3 separate regions of the Mus musculus genome follow, and regions 1 and 2 are each linked to region 3. Evidence: chromatin contacts called from public ChIA-PET and HiChIP or PLAC-seq data. All regions are on one chromosome and are shown on one strand. Each heading gives the region's core, a stretch centred on a gene start, on an enhancer-like site or on the middle of the called end of the contact. The rest is flanking DNA. Distances are from core to core; before and after follow the strand shown.

Region 1 (3,638 bases), core at 97-2,596, 220 kb before region 3:
TCTATGGGTCTATGTAGACCAGGCTGGTTTTGAACTCATGACCCTTCAGTCATATTGGGTACTGTGCCTAGTCTTCTTCCTATGTTATCAAGAGAAAGAATTAAGTCTTTTTAAACCTGTATTTCCCCTCATGCATCTTAAAGGGAGAATGTGAGCTGACTTTATTCTTCACTCACACCGTGTCCCTGTCAGATCCTGAAAGTCCCACTGTGGCTGTAGAAGTAACTTGGCCCCAGCTTCCCCTTGTCCTCTCTGCTCTGTAACAAACCAACATCCATTCCCAGGAAACCAAGCCTCCAGCCCTTTTCTCCTAGTGGGACAGGAAAGTAGATCATCCAACATGGAAAGGAAAACCTGGGCCACTGTTGGGTCACCTTCTGTCTCTTGAGTCTCAGCTTCCAAGTCTTTAAGGTGCAAAGGCTGAACTATGTGCCTCACCCCACCCCCACCCCCACCCCCACCCCCGAGGTGTTTTCAAGGCACAGGCTCAAATTCTAACTCTACACGGGTCCTCTTATGCTTTGAAATTATTCATAGTGTTGGAAATGAAGGCTCAGCCTGTTCTCCCAGCACTTGGGAAGCTGAGGCAGGAGGACTGCTCCCAATCAGGAACTAACATGGGCTACATTGTAAGCTCCAATTAGCCTGGGCTACAGAGTGGGGGCTCCCCAAAGGGATGTCTTCTCAAGAGTATACACCATCCACAAAGTGTTGGAATGTTCAGTGTTTTTGAGCCCCAGTCACTGGCAGGGGAGAGAGGATTTGTTTCCAGTCTCCAGCACCTGCCAGACTTATTTTTAAAGCTGCTCATCAGAAGTCCAAGCTGTATAATTTAGACACTTGGATTCACACAGCTCCTGGTGTGCTGTGTTGCCGTCCTTGGAGTCACTGGAAGCTGGCTGCGGGTATCACTCAGGGTGTGTGCCCTTGGCAGAGCTGAAGGGCAGGTGCACACACTGCACCCTGCACTATATACTTCTTCACCAACTTAAAAGTTATCTTAAATGCCATCTTCAAATAAATTACTCGCGTAAGATATGGAAGTCAGAGAGTTTCTTCTACAGGCAAATCCCACAAATTAACATCGATCCAAGGTTAGGTCCTAGGGCCGTCATGCCCTAAATTAAAAAGGAGGCAGCTGTACTTAAGGTCTTGGGAGAAGCTCTCTCCATCCTCTGTGGTTAAGAGCTACAGGCTCAGTGATGAGGAGGGTGAGTTCTTGGTATCTCTGTGTTCCCAGCGTGGCTGAGGAGGCTGCTTAGCTCATGGATCGTGACACATGTAGTGGATTCTGACTCTTTAAGACCGGAGGATAGCGTTTGTGCATAAAGGCTGTTTTTGAGGTTGCCCACAGGAAATGTGAAAAGTGTCAAGGCTGGGGAGAGCCCCACCCTCACATGCATATCATCTCAAGAAAGCTATGGCTGAGGCACAGGTTCTTTCCATGTTTCCTGGATGTCACATCCCCTTTGCTGTGACAGCATTTACCAGGCAATAGCGACTTAAAAGAACGAAAATTTTATTTTGACTCGGGGATTAAGGGACGCATCCTGTCAGGGCACAGAAGGCATGGCAGCAGGAGCTGGTCACACTACATTCACAGTCATGGAGCAGAAAGAGAGAGGAGTCTACTCGCTAACCTCTCGCATTCCTTATGCAGTGCAGGACTCCATGGTGTGGAGCCTCTCAGATTCAATGCTTCTCTCCTAGTTAGGCTTTAGTGGAAACACTCTCTCACAGACACACCCAGAGTGTATCTCTTTGGTGAGACTAGGCCTGAATTAACAGATTGCTTTTCCTAAGGTTGCTTTTCTTCATCTCTGCTTAGTGCATTTTCTCTGAGTAGAGTTGGATGCAAGTTATTACATTGCAGTTTATTGGAAAGTCAGTATATTTGATACAGGGTACTGTTTACTTCACAGAGAACCAATGGCCCTGCTATAGATGATACTGAGTTTAGGGGTTTGTTAAATTGGCATAAGTAAGATCTGTTCATGCAAAGCTACATTTTTCTCCTCTGCAAGAGCAGGTCACTGTCGGGTAACACTGGCAACATAAGTACTCTCTGATGCCAACACCTCTCACCTACTGGTTTTTATAACCACCAAGGATCTTGTCACTCCATGCTCTCCCTCTCCCTCTCCCTCTCCCTCTCCCTCTCCCTCTCCCTCTCCCTCTCCCTCTCCCTCTCCCTCTCCCTCTCCCTCTCTTTCTCCCTCTCCCTCTCCCTCTCCCTCTCCCTCTCCTCTCCCTCTCCCTCTCCCTCTCCCTCTCCCTCTCCCTCCCCCCTCCCCCTCCCTCCTCCCCTCTCCCCTCTCCCACTCCCCCTCCCTCGTCCCCCTCTTCCAATCTCCATTTATTAGTTAGCATATATCTAAGAGTTTCCCTTCATAAAGCAAATTTATGATCACTCTACTTTCCCACCCCAAAAACAATGGAATAAATAAAATCATATCTACTAATTACCAATGATTAGAATCAAGAGTTATTTTAGGAATCAGGATGAAACTTTTCCTCCTTGATTTATTTTTGACTGTGTCACTACAGACTAATGAAATTTTTGGGAAAATGCATCATCTAACTGTACCCTCTGAAAGACTCTAACATCAAAATCTCCTATTAACAAATAAGACTTCTAGTGCTGGGATTCTATTTTCTAGATATCATCTTCTAACAAAAGTACCTGACTTCAGACCTATAGACAAAATCCAAGAAGAGTCTGAGGTGCCTTGACAGTTGGTTCAAAAATGTTTGTGTTCAGTACAAAGGCCTTTTCTGGGGTCTGAATTATTCTTTAATTCAGGTACTCAGAAATGAAATTCCTAGATTGAGAACATGGGTATATTCAATACACACACACACACACACACACACACACACACACATGCCACCACTGTCATATAGCTGTGACAGAAACAACTTAAGGAGAAAGATTAATTTTGGCTCATAGGTTCTTGTGGCTTCAGTCCACCACAGCAGGGAAGTGGTGGCAGAAGTGTGTGGCAAAGGGCATTCCTCTCATGGCGGACCAGAAAACAGAGACTGAGGCTGATGGGGCTCGATCACCTTCTCTAGGGACCGACTTTCAACCATCCAGATATCACCTTTTGAGGGTGACACCGTCCTCAAAAAATAACACAACCAGTTAGGGAACAGGTATTCAAAACACGAGCCTGTAGGGACATTTCAGATCCAAACTGTAACTCTCGATCCATATTTTTCCTTAAAGTATTTTATCAATGCACAGTCTACCATGAACATTTGCAAATCACTCTTTTAATACCAGTGAGGTTGCATTTTAATAAGCAATCATTACTGGTTAAAAAAAAAAACCCAAAACTATGTCCATTCTGAATGTGATCCCTTCTCTGTGTACCTGATAGCCACTCCCAGTGTGCTGAAATCTGAAGCTCACAAGCAGTAACTGTGTTACAGCACCCACACAGTCTCTTCAGGGACCTTTCCTTGTCTTTCCTCCACCCCACCCCCATCCCCAGATGTCATGAGGTTAATGGGTAGTCTCTCAAACTGCCCGTGTTTTTGTTGTTCTAGCCCTGGTTTTAAATTACATTTGCAGGATATTATTAGCTTAAGACCTCTGTTTGGTGTGAGGCTGAATATTGATGATGGAGTGGGAA
Region 2 (3,536 bases), core at 227-2,726, 140 kb before region 3:
ATTCGTACAGGGATGGGTGACACTACCTGAGCTGAGCCCTGATGGAAAGATGAGCAGGCAGACCTGAGGATGCCCACAGATGGAAGGCAGAAGGGCTCTTAGGTGCTGGCCACGCTGAGAACTTTAGATGGATGCACGTACCTACACAGGAAAGCACTGAGCTGTAGGTCTGTGCTCCCATCTCAGAGGGTTTGGTTGTTTTTATTGGATTTATTGCTTTGTTTTGTCTCTGGTACTGGGAGGTGCTTACATATGCCAATCGAGTGGTCTGCCTCTGAGTTACAGTCCCTGTGTCTCAAGGTTTCCTTTGTTGTGAAGAGACACCATGAGCAAGGCAAGTCTTATAAAGGAGACAATTAACTGCGGCTGGCTTACAATTGCAAAGTTTCAGCCCATTAGCATCATAGCAGGAAGCATGGAAGCTTGCAGGCAAAAACATGGTGCTGGAGCACCATGCATGGAGCCAAGAGTTCTACATCTTGGTCTGAAGGCAGCCAGGAAGAGACTCTCTTCTGCAAACAGCCAGGAGGAGGATCTCTTCCGCACTGAACGGAGCTTGAGCATCAACCTCAAAGCCAACCCCCAAAGTAATGCATTTCCTTCAACAAGGCCACACCTACTCCAACAAAGCCACACCTCCTAATAGCGCCCCTTCCCATGGTCCAGAAATATTCAAACCATCACACCCTCCCACACCTCATTACAAATATCTGACATGCCTACTATCTTCAAAATGAAGGAGGATCTCTGAAGTCTCCCGGCTTGCCCTTCTGTCTATCATACTCAGGGACAGCCTGGAATTGGATTCGGAGCCAAGCACTCACAAACCCCAGAGGGGTAAAAGTGATGACTCAAGAACTGGTCCCAGCTTGTCAAGCTCGGTGTTCACTGGAATGCAAACAAAGATGATGTTAGTGAATACTGAGAGAGAAATCAAGGTAGCCTGAGCTGGATCAGCCCACATGCGCACGCTCCATTAGCTCACTGCCCTCAAGTTCCCTAGCCATTAAAACAGCATTATGTTAGAAAAACGCCCCTGGGAGAGCGCAGGGCCCCATAGCAGCTTTTATGGTCATTCTAACCTCTGCTGGGAGATGCTAAATCTTCACAAACACCATCTCCAGAATTTTACAGGAAGAATTCTGAGTAAGAAAACACAGGAAAAACTTGAGGTCTAAGCTGGTTTTACTGCCTGCAGCTCAACCCAAAAGCGCCACTCTCTGCATCGTTCTTGCCCTCCCTGGTTTGGCTCTCTCCTAATCCTCCTCACAGAATGACATGGTCTATTCATTGTTCAAGTTTGTCTTCCCTCTATAGGAATACGAACCCCGTGAAGCAAAGGACTTTCCCAGCTTGTCTTTCCCTCATGACATTTGCATGTGATATTTACTGAATAGATACGAGTTGAAGGTTCGCCCAGCTCAAGGCAGCCTACACATAAGAACAGCTCTGGACCACATCTGAGCAATCTGCTACCAATAAAGAAAAAAAAAAAAAAAGCCGTTGAGAGCTTCCATTAGCGTAATGCTGAGCAGTTTCCGTAGCACAGGGCATGTGTCACATGACTAGCTCCTCGCAGACTAAGTATTATTGTTTCAGCTTTACAGGGGAAGGGAAAAAAATCAAGCCTCAGAGATATCCAATAATATCTTCAAGTTCACGTGATAGGGAACTAAAATTCAAGGAGCAAACGAAGCCCAAGATTGGTCTTTCTGGAGGATTGCTTTAAAGGGAAATGGCCTCCTTAGCATCTATGGATGTTGCTAATTTGAGAGCCTGCCTCACCTAGGAAGGCTCCCTTTGTTTTGCCCGAGAGTGGGCGTGGCCAAGGCTTGGGCAGGAAGCCACTCTGGTGGGAGCTGCTGGAATCAGCTATATAGGACTTCGGACAAGTCTCAGCTCCTCTCATCAGGAACCTGTTTTCTTCTCTCAAGCTCCAAAGCACGTGTCTGCTGCACTGGGTGCTATGAGCACATGAAAGAACGAGAGAGGGAGAGAGAGAAGAGCCACAGAGGTTTAAGTTCAATGTAACAGTAGATGCCTGGTCACCTGGGTCCTCCCCTCCCATTTTAGAAATCTGATCGTGAAAGACCCTTGGCTTTTCACACGCTCTGTTTCCATCTTATACTGATGCTTGGATTTTCCCAAATCAGGTCCTCCTTTTAGAAATAGATAGCGAAGATCGTTGCATAATTGAAAATACAGGAGTAGCCATTGACTGGGTTATGATATTTAAGTGTGGCCTGTGAGTTTATTCGCTCTTGTTTTAAAAACCAGAGCAGTTGCTTACATTCAGCCTATAGTTAGTTGCCCATACATTGCAAGGTTGGGAATAGTCTAGAAAATCCTCATGAAATTGTATGTTTGGCAGAGGATGGAGCAAAGCTGGTAGAGTTGGAGGATCGTCAGCCAAAAGGGCCAGAAGGTGCTAATTTAGCAGAACCCGCCCCTCCACCTGCCTGTCACATTATTTACCCTGACCAGCAAAGGGTGCCAAGTGCACCTCAGGTCCCAATTCCGGAAACCAAATAGATTTGACATCAAGGCTCCTAACTTACGTGTGAGGGAAAGAGCTCGCGCCTGGGCGGGTGATTTCCCTTTATCCTTTCATGTCCTTTAAATCGCATCATCAAGTCTGAGGTGCTGGCAAGCCTGTGAGATGAGGCTTTGGAGCTACAGGAAACCAAACTTGCCCTGCCTCATGTCTCAGTGTTCTCAGCCTTTGATGAAAAAGCTGTCACATGGCCATTTTGACACCTGAGAAAATCTCAAGTATGTCAGGAGTATGCCATCTCCATTTCGCCACCAGAGAGGAGACAACTTTCCTTCTTCCCAAACCAGCTCAGCTCAGGCCCACATCCCAAGGAAGAACAGCCACTCTCAGGAGGCCTTTCCCCTTCCTGAAATTATGCAGTCAGTTCCCAGCTTGCACAGACACAGCTAAAGGAGTGTGGCACCTCACCAACTCCCAAAGTCATGAGCCTGAAGTATCGCTGCGGTTCCACCCAACACCATGAGGCTCATGTAGTGAGTTCTGGTAACTCTGTTGACCACTAGAGCCAGACTGACCACATTCAGTCAGGAGCGTTGACACTTGCTATCTTTGTGACTTTGGATCAATGACAGAGATACTCTGCTCCATTCCTTCTTCCACAAAACCAGGCTGAGTACTTACATGACAGAGCCATATTGTGGGTGGGTTTCCTCAGAATTTAAACGTTCCCTCCCAGGGGAGGAGGGGGACTCTCAGAAGCTCAACAGAAAAGTTGTAAAACATGTAAGAATCGTGTTTTATACTGAGGTGCAGAAGCAGTTGCTAGGGGAGATAAGATTCTGATGGAGTGATTGACTGTTCGGAAGTTGAAGGGATTCGGGATGCAGCTTCTGGGAGTGGTCACCCAGGCTGCGGTAGACTGTAAGTGGATGCAACTGTTCAATCATTCATGCATCTATAAGTAGCCCCAGTAAACCCACTGAACTGGCACGAAGTGGTTCCTTTGGTTCACTGCTGTCCTTTCTATCTGGGATAAACAGAA
Region 3 (3,398 bases), core at 2-2,501:
GCATTTGGCTTGTATTCTAACTCAGGTGGTAACTGGGTCTGTTCCCCAGTCTGGAGTCCAGCCTCACAGCCTTAATTAAGGGAACTGGCACACAGGAAATATTGAAAGCTGAAAGGGGTCAGGGTTAGAAGAAGAAAGAAGTCACTGCTACAGGATATCAAATTCCTGGAATACAGCAATGGACCTTTGTGTAAACAAAGGGATTACTGGGTAGGTGGAAAATTAAAACATTTGCATAAAAGTCTGACAATTGGGGAGAGATAAAAAAGATTTCAACTTCTGTCCTAAACAGAAGTTTTCCAGCATTTGATAGAAAAGTCTCACATTTGATTTTTCTTATAGGGCCCACGTAAATGTACTACGGCTATAGCTCATGAATATTCATTTCACTGTTTACATTTACAGACCTATAAGTCAATACGCTAAAGGATGAGAATGGCCTGGCAAGACGGCTGCACAAGTAAAGGAGCTTGCAACCAAGTCAGACAACCTGAGTTTCGTTTCTTCCTCAGAGCTCACATGGTGGAAAAAGAGGAGAGACACTGCAAGTTGTCTTCTGACCTTGACACCTGCACTATGGCGTGAGTACGCTGCCCCCTAAAAGATAAATGTGTTTTACAAAAGACAAGAGATTCAGCAATTATGAGATTTTGATGATTTTGCAAAAGACCTGGGTTTCGTTCTCTCTTTCTACCATGTGGGGTCTGGGAATCCTGGTTGTCAGGCTTGGTGGCAAATAACTCCCTTACCCTCTGGGCCATCTCTCATTAGAATAGCAATTCTCTCAAGGTGGTTCGGGTAATCAACATTTTCTAGACAAAGATTCCCATTTTTGAGAGTTGACATGTTTCCCTCCTTGGATAACAAGGCAGCCGTGATGAAAATCTTTGCAAGAAAAGGGAATAAGGAAGCTTTATAACATTTCATTTCCAACAATAAGGTGGCTGGTGCTAATTTATAAGCAACACTAGAGTTTTGGAATCCTTTCTGTAAATTCAATCCACTGCAAATTCACTTTTTAAAAAAATTACGAGCATCGCTAAAGAGAGTGTATAACGTTTCCGGAGGATATCGACTCATTTCATGAGTTTTAGTTCATAGAATTACTAAGTTTCCTAAGTACAGACTAACCATAACAAAAATGGCTGCCGCGGTTCCAGAAAGCAACCCACTGCACCCGAAATTCCATTCCCTGATCGCAGTAATACTTCGAGATCTGGCTTTGTTTATTGACGTCACTTCCGATGCGCCGTAGCGGAGCGAGTTTAGCTCTTCCGGTTGTAGTGGAAGATTTGCAGGGAGAGAGCAGCCGGAGAATCTCGCTGATGGACGGCGACGGGGTACAAACACTAGCGACATGGAGAGAGAGTGTGAGGAGTCTGTAGTTGTCGCAGTTGTGACTGAGCCCCGGTTCACGCAGAGATACCGAGACTACCTGGAGGAGCAGAAACTCTTGGACAGGCTGCACCGGGTGGCGAAGCTGCGGGATGGCGCGGTGGCTCTGCCGGTGCTGGCGGAAAGCCTTTCTGAGCAGCATCTGCAGGAGCTGAGGGATCGCGTGGCCCCAGGCAGCACTTGTGTGCTGACGCGGCTCCCGGATCCTCTTCCTTCCAAAAAGGCCCGGGTTCGTTCACCTGCTCAGATACTGTGTCTGGAGGTGAGGCGTTGGGTGGAGGACCGCGGAGTGACGTGGTCCGCTGAGTTGGAGGCAGATTTGCCCCGGTCTTGGCAACGGCATGGTGACCTAATGCTGCTTAGTGAAGACTGCTTCCAAGCCACGCTGTGGAAAGGTCTGGAGCCAGAACTCTGGGAGACTGTTGCCTCGGCCCTGGGAGTTCAACGTTTGGCAAAACGAGGGCGGGTGCTACCTGATGGGACTCGAACTCCGTCAGTGACTCTGCTGCTGGGTGACCATGGCTGGGTAGAGCATATGGATAATGGCATCCGGTATAAGTTTGATGTGACACAGTGCATGTTCTCCTTTGGAAACATCACCGAGAAACTTCGAGTGGCGTCTCTGTCCTGTGCTGGAGAGGTGCTGGTGGATCTCTACGCAGGGATTGGTTATTTTACATTGCCCTTCCTAGTTCATGCTGGCGCTGCCTTCGTACATGCCTGTGAATGGAATCCTCATGCTGTAGTTGCTTTAAGAAACAACTTGGAGATCAATGGAGTGGCAGACCGGTGCCAAATACATTTTGGGGACAACAGGAAACTGAAGCTCTCAGACATTGCAGATAGGGTGAACCTCGGGCTCATTCCCAGTTCTAAAGAAGGCTGGCCCGTTGCCTGCCAAGTGCTTCGGAAGGACGTTGGGGGTATTCTGCATATCCACCAAAATGTGGAGTCTTTCTCAGGAAAGACTCCACAGCCACCTGGAAGCAATAACGTGGAAAAAGAGCACTGGCCTCGTCCCCAGAAAATCACCACTGATACACAGGGAAATGGAACTACTGAGAATTTCAGGGGGGAAATATCATCGGCCAACAAACCAGAGTGGTGGAGATGGGCAGAATCTGCAGAAACTCAGATCGCCTCTCTTCTTCATCAAGTGCATGGGAAACCATGGAGGACACGAATCTTGCATGTCCACCCAGTGAAATCTTACGCCCCTCACGTGGATCACATAGTCCTAGATCTAGAATGCCGGCCCCTGACCTCTAGTTGGCCAGAAGGAGTAGATTTACTGACACAGTAATTGCCAGATGAGTGCCTCATCGAGGGCTGTGTTCTCACCCTTCTGTTTTCTGGTGACCTTTTAAAGTGATCTGTGGTCTGAAAATGAACTCTAGATCGATCCAAAGTTGTCTTCTGTTGATCACATTGAGAATGTATTAAAGTATCAGAGGAAACCAATGTGACTCATTAAAATAGGTTTCACCTGTGCAGACATGAATTCTGCATTTTTTACCTTAGCTTTCAGTGATATGGCCTTAATATTCATTTGGTCTTGGATTTATTTGCATATAGAGCCTCCTTGAATTGGATCGTGTGGCTTTTTTTTCTAGTAAGTCATACAGACATTATTACATGAAATACAGTATTGGTCCCACAGAGTACTAGCTACATTATGTGAAATCAACTGGTAAGCCAAGATCAAAATAGGGAAACCAGTGTCCATTTCTACAGATGTTTTGTAGTTTGCAGGTACAAAGTGACAGTGGTTTGCACTAAAGTGGTAGCCATGGGGTCTTGGAAAATAATAGGTTGGAGAAAAATCAGTGTGACCAAGTTATGAACTCCAGACTGAAGCATTAATGTGATGCTGCTTTGATACCGAGACTAAATTACATAGGAAGGGGCAGTAAGTAGAGGTAACTCAAATTCTATAGCATTTCTCAGTGGAGTGTCTGTGTGTGGGTGTGGTATTAAAGTATTAAATATTAGATCTTTTTTAT

What was found. ChIA-PET counts read pairs in DNA pulled down with a chosen protein or histone mark. HiChIP or PLAC-seq counts read pairs in DNA pulled down with a chosen protein or histone mark.
Region 1: an RNA polymerase II ChIA-PET map of memory CD8 T cells shows a contact between it and region 3, with 61 read pairs. The contact joins the enhancer-like site here to the promoter of Trmt12 in region 3. A contact is called at or near these places in 3 of 39 promoter capture datasets (the C10 cell line, fetal liver and pre-B cells), 14 of 484 Hi-C or Micro-C datasets (the G1E-ER4 cell line, Th1 cells, bone marrow-derived DN3 thymocytes and 10 more), 21 of 115 datasets of contacts at active chromatin or transcription factors (CD8 T cells, the NIH/3T3 cell line, the SCID.adh cell line and 13 more) and 5 of 9 other capture datasets (adipose tissue, embryonic stem cells, liver and 2 more).
Region 2: a contact with region 3 is called in an H3K4me3 HiChIP or PLAC-seq map of bone marrow-derived macrophages, with 3 times the contacts expected there. The contact joins the enhancer-like site here to the promoter of Trmt12 in region 3. A contact is called at or near these places in 1 of 15 datasets of contacts at CTCF or cohesin (pro-B cells), 9 of 484 Hi-C or Micro-C datasets (the G1E-ER4 cell line, bone marrow-derived macrophages, embryonic stem cells and 4 more), 13 of 115 datasets of contacts at active chromatin or transcription factors (the SCID.adh cell line, acute myeloid leukemia, a beta-TC-6 cell line and 5 more) and 2 of 9 other capture datasets (embryonic stem cells and macrophages).

The regions. Positions count from the first base shown.
Region 1 is chr15:58,653,740-58,657,377 of GRCm38.p6, forward strand. All of the region lies in intron 39 of Fer1l6 (fer-1-like 6 (C. elegans)), which reads left to right. Among named protein-coding and RNA genes, the nearest start is that of Gm36451, 59 kb to the left of the region's middle. Within about 2 kb of position 1,347, at least 28 of the 459 cell types and tissues checked have an H3K27ac peak or open chromatin away from gene starts, as enhancers often do. A contact at or near this core is called in CD8 T cells, the G1E-ER4 cell line, Th1 cells and 5 more, where this site is marked.
Region 2 is chr15:58,730,620-58,734,155 of GRCm38.p6, forward strand. No RefSeq gene overlaps it. Among named protein-coding and RNA genes, the nearest start is that of Gm41329, 28 kb to the right of the region's middle. Within about 2 kb of position 1,477, at least 39 of the 459 cell types and tissues checked have an H3K27ac peak or open chromatin away from gene starts, as enhancers often do. A contact at or near this core is called in bone marrow-derived macrophages, regulatory T cells and uterus, where this site is marked.
Region 3 is chr15:58,871,398-58,874,795 of GRCm38.p6, forward strand. It overlaps Trmt12 (tRNA methyltranferase 12), which reads left to right and starts at 1,252. Exons shown (of 1, transcript NM_026642.2): 1 at 1,252-3,398. The coding sequence starts at 1,358. The coding sequence ends at 2,698.